2 separate regions of the Gossypium hirsutum genome follow, and region 1 is linked to region 2. The links are chromatin contacts, called in public Hi-C maps. All regions are on one chromosome and are shown on one strand. The core of a region is the stretch at or near the end of the contact, and the rest is flanking DNA. Distances in the headings are between cores, read along the strand shown. Region 1 holds the start of LOC107948120 (UDP-glycosyltransferase 73D1). Region 2 holds the start of LOC107931520 (vacuolar protein-sorting-associated protein 37 homolog 1).

What was found. Hi-C and Micro-C count contacts between places; a contact is called where the count stands out from the background.
Region 1: a contact with region 2 is called in a Hi-C map of leaf, with 2.2 times the contacts expected there. The contact joins the promoter of LOC107948120 here to the promoter of LOC107931520 in region 2. A contact is called at or near these places in 2 of 34 Hi-C or Micro-C datasets (leaf and seedling).

The regions. Positions count from the first base shown.
Region 1 is chrA04:63,918,406-63,921,105 of Gossypium_hirsutum_v2.1, forward strand. It overlaps LOC107948120 (UDP-glycosyltransferase 73D1), which reads right to left and starts at 1,251. Exons shown (of 1, transcript XM_016882589.2): 1 at 1-1,251. The coding sequence starts at 1,156.
Region 2 is chrA04:63,144,816-63,147,515 of Gossypium_hirsutum_v2.1, forward strand. LOC107931520 (vacuolar protein-sorting-associated protein 37 homolog 1) reads right to left here and starts at 1,260. Exons shown (of 8, transcript XM_016863430.2): 1 at 955-1,260; 2 at 1-743.

The DNA.
Region 1 (2,700 bases), core at 1-2,500, 770 kb after region 2:
GCCATGTTATCATTGGAACCCCGGAGCATACAGATTCTATGGTTGAATTCCAACCACTGTGAGTTATGAACCCTCCTATTGCAGGGTGGGATAAGATAAGAACTTGTGGAGCCCAACCCTTGATCAAAAGCCCCCTCCCTTTGATCCTCTCCTCATATTTCTGCTCTGAAAACCACTTCTCTAGCTCCTCAGCTCTTTCATCGCTTGTTTTGACTACCCAAATGAATGGTTGTTGTGATGCTTCTAGACCTAACCCCAGTTCTATTAGTTGTGCTGGAACTAGACGGCATAGGCTACCCAGGCAAGCGTAAATAACTGACCTTGGTTCCTTCGAGTCGAGCCATTTCATGCATTTTTGTTCCTTGATCGATGCTTTGTTTCCTCTTTCAAATTTGTCCAAGTTCATCTTGTTGCATAAAGAAACCGGTCCAATGGTCCAAACCTTTTTCTTTATAGCCTTCTGGTACTGTTCCACGCACCCTTGCTCTAGTTCATTGAAGCTGTTTATGACAACACCGAAAGCACTCATTTCGGCCTCTTGCATCTTGTTCCGAACATCGTCCAGGTCTGGCAGACTAACAAATGCTCCAGGAAGTTGAGCCCTTGTTATCTCCACCGTTTGTGGCAATCCCGGCACCACGAACGGTTCCGTATCCGAAGCAACCGAAAGATGAGCCTTGTGAAGCTTCACATTGTGAGAGCACAGCAATGAAAAACAGCCCATCCCATGGAAAACAATCCTGGGAACGTTAAACCTTTCAGCAGTTTTGGAAGTCCAGGAAAGACACTTATCTGATATTATGCAGCTGGGAAGCGGCTTTTGTTGCTCCAGGAATCGTTCCAATGGTTCTTGCAACATTCCGAGTGCATTGTAGAACCTTTTCAATAGATCCCTGGAAGACAAAGTGTCAAGGTTCTCGCATCCCACAGGGAGTCCGACTTCCCGGCATGGAAATGGGATTTTCACTACTTGGATCTGAAGCCCTGATTGGGTAGCTCGTTGGATGACCGAGTCGAACCTGGACGCATTGTGGGGCGTAGTGACTAAGCTTACCATCACCCTTCGTTCTGCAAGAAGCTTGGCCAAGTCAATCATAGGAATCATATGACCTTGCGCCATGAGCGGGATCAACACGAAGTGTAGTTGCTCGGCCATTGAGACGAACAATTCCAACTTTGGCCAGTCGAGTTGGTCACCTAAATTTTGTTCTTAATATCACGTCTATACGTTTTTTTGAAGGTTTCTTACCAATTGCAGGTCTTATAAGGTGAGCTTGACTTTGAATAAGTCCAAATATATATTAGTTAAAAGGGAATGTTAAATAATTAGTATGTATAATATCGTTTACTTCATTTTTTCTATCAATATCTATCTAACTAATATATATATAATTGACTTGACTTGGATTTTGTGTTTGATTAAGTCATCTCATGCCCTATGTTTGGTGTTGAATTAGTCAACTTGTCGGCCTTGTGGCTTTACCCCGGCAACCACGCTAATCATAGCTCTGATGATAGATTGGTTGGTCTTTAAGCTTCTATTTCCTCGTTTTATATCAGATTTGATGTTGATAACATTTTTTGTCGCTTTCTTCAATCAATTACATCAAGAAGCTTTCGCGTTATTTCCTTCTTCTTCATAAATATTTTTTTCCTAAGATTGTCCTATGCTGAAATTAATCCCAAAATTCTTACTGTTAACTAATTATATTAGATTTTAATTTACATTATGATGATCCAACAATATTTTTTTAGAGTAAATGAATAATTAATGTTTTTTTTAAATTGGACTGGTAGTCGAATCGGTTAAGTCATTGATTCATCAGTCAAGCAATTGATTCAATCGTCAAGTCAACTATTTTTAATCGATTCAATCAGTTCATACCGATTTTCGATTTAATTGGTTCAAAATCACTTTCTAAACTAATCCGACTGACCGATCTAATTCAGTTCAAACAACATTGCGAATAATATAATACAACAAGAAATATCAAATTAACTATTATTATTTTTAACTCTAAAATTAATCTATTTTTTGTATAAAATTTTACAACCCTGGACTCTTTTAGAACTAAATCCTAATTTAACCCTTTTTATAAAATCATAAATTTTAAAATTTTAAATTCAAATACAACCAGAAATCATAAATACAATTGAATAAAAAAACGTACTATTATTATTTGTTATTTTTGTTTATTTTTTACATTAATTAAAAATAATATTATCGAGGGAAATTGATCCCGAGCTAAAAAATTAATGCATAATATTAATTAATTTTTTTAAAAAATGAAGTCACACAATTTGTTATTAAAAATACCTAAAAGAGACTTTTTAAATATAATTGAAGTATCTTCCAAGAAATTTGATTCTACTACTTAATGTATTGGAATGGGAAAGTGAATGTGCTCCTTACTTGTCTTTCTTCATGTCGACGGAGTCTTCAAAGTTGTTAAATCTGACTTTTTGGAGCAACCAAACTCTCTTTTGTTGTCAATTGCAGTTAAACATTTCTGTTGATGATGTCCCTTTGCACGGGATATATTAAAATCAATTTACACCTAAGTGCTCACGCCATAAGGTATATATTTTATATTTGTGTCAAATAACTTTTTTTAATTTTAATTTTTATTTAATATCTCAATTTTTTACATTTAATTTATATGACAAAAAGAATGTAGTTAATTATCCAAAACTTATCTA
Region 2 (2,700 bases), core at 10-2,509:
GAATGTGAATTTAATGAGAATAATTTATTAAATAAAAATAAAATTTTTGAAAGGAAATTAAAAATTTTTTTAGAATGCTTATATACATAATACAATTAATTTTTTTTTAAAATACTTATCTTTTAAGTTTTATATTAATATTAAAAGTGAATATAATTTTTATTGTATGCTCAAATATTTTGTTTCTGTTAATATTCTTCGAAGAAATATATGAGAATGTAGTAATGAATTCTATCATTACAGATAGAAAATATTTATCTTATTCAGTACTGAAACAAACAAATATTATTACAATATTTGATAATACAAAATTAGTTGAAAGCTTTAGAAAAGCTAATATATCAATATTGAAAAAGTACAAAATTTGTGATGATTAATCCATTAGTTTTCAAATATATTCACTATTATGGATATCATATTGAAATTGTGAATAAGAAAAATATTATATTTTATATGAATCAATGGAGGATTGAGTTATTGATTACTCTTGTTATTAAATTGAATTAACTTTGTAATGAGCCAAAATTACCCGACCCAAGTCACTAAATAACAAACCCAATACAAACCCCAAACTAACCCAAAACCTTAAGCCCAATACTATGGCCCAAAGTTTTTTTCCAGAAACAGCAAACCCTAGCACTTAGGCACTCCCTTTGGCCGGCGCCGCCTCCACCCTCACACCACACCCGCATTTCGCGCCTCCACGTTCGCTCCATGTAGGTGTTACGCTCGCGCCTCCATACCTACGAAAAAATAGGAAGCAGTACCAGAAAGTGCAACGAAATAGGAGTAAGTTGTTTTGTTTTTTTTCCTTTTCAGCTATAAAGGCCGAAACAAAATCATTGTAAAAGGGGAGACGAAATACAAAAGATACATAAAATTTCATTCTTTTCGTTTTTTTATTTCTTTCCATACATACGAAAATATAAAAAAGGAAAAGGAGAAAGATCTTACCTGAACCCACCGACGTGGCCCGGAGAAGCCCTCTCTAAAATCGAAGCTTGGCTCAAAATGGCGGTTGAGCTGCTTCTCTTTGATCTGTCGAAGAACAAGGGGTGGTTCAAAGATGGAATATCCTTTGTTTTTAAGCAGTAAATGAGTTTTAATGATTTTTTTTTTGGTTAAAAAAGAAACAAATCAAACGGCGCTCTAAATGGGTGAATTTGTGCATTTTCACCCTAAATGGGTAAATTTCACAACTGGTTCCTCGTTTTTGTGTCCTCATTTGATTAGGCCATTTTTGTATGACTTTCGTTTTTTCAAATCTTCCCTGGGATTTATGCACCGTTACAGTTTGGTCAACGTTGAAGCGCTGCGTTCAAGAATCTGGGTTAATTGTGCTTTTAATTCCTTTTTGTTTGTATGCGTTATGTTAAAATCCTTAATTCTGTTTTATTACTTTTGTTTATTTGTAAATTGTCCTTTTAATTTTATTTTTATTTCAATTGGTTTTTTTTTGTTTTTTTTATCATCAGCTTGTGTTTTTTACTCCTTTTATTTTTAAAATTTATTTATTATTCATCCTTTAGAGATTGTTTTAACATATCATCTTGAATTGTCTTCTTGATTTTGCACTGTTCTAGTTTGTCATTTTATACATTCATTTTCGTTTTTTTTTCAATTGTTTTATTTTACTATTTTTTTAAATCTTCCTTTATATTCTTCTATGTTTTAAAGATTTACATGACATTTAATTTAATGCTATTATACATACATTTACATAATTATTTTTTATTCAAAATATATATTATTGATTTCATATTATTTTATGTAAATATTTTCTTTTAAATGTATTTACGTGTATATATATATGTATATATATCTTCCTTTAAATCTATTTATATATATAATTTCTTTCTTTAAAGGACCCTATCATAAATTATATATTTCATTTATTTTAAAAACTTTCATATATTAGTATTTATATATATACTTTATTTACACTGAATTTTTTTTATTTCATGTATATCATTTATTTAGATTAACATATATTGTTGCATATATCACTTACTATTTTTTTATTATTTATTTTGAGATTTTGTTTATATGTTACTATTTCATATATTATTTATGTTTATTTTTTATCTATTTCAAACTTTCATATATATTACTTACTTCAAGATTTTTATATATAATTGTTTGTTTGCATATTGATGATTCCAAATTTCATTTCTTGTATATCATTCATTTGTTTATTTATTTTAAGGCTTGTTGCATGTTATTTAAGCTTGATATTTCATTAAAATTTACTTTTAATTCATTAGCCTTCGAATATTAATGTCGGCATTTGTATGATGTATGATATGTCGCCATCGTATGCACCCAAACTCGTTCCTTTCAAATTTCATATTACGGTTATTTAATTTTATAATATTTAATCTGTATTCCATGTTTGTAACTTTGTTTTTTTATATCATAGCATCAGGACTCAAATTCCAACGTTTTAATTGGTATTGGTCGGCTCATTCCTATTCTTAACCATTTGGAGCCAGTTTTTAAATTGATTATTTGAAAGTTTTTCAAAATAAGGCAATATTTCGTGTTTGGGAGTTCGAGAAATCGTGCCATACCTTGCTGGGTTTCGATTTTTTGTTCAACCGAATAACTGAATATCCTTTTGAAATTTCATCCATGTTTTCTTAAAATGAGGCAATATTTTGTGTTTGAAAATTCGAGAAATCATGCCCAATCGTGCTGGGT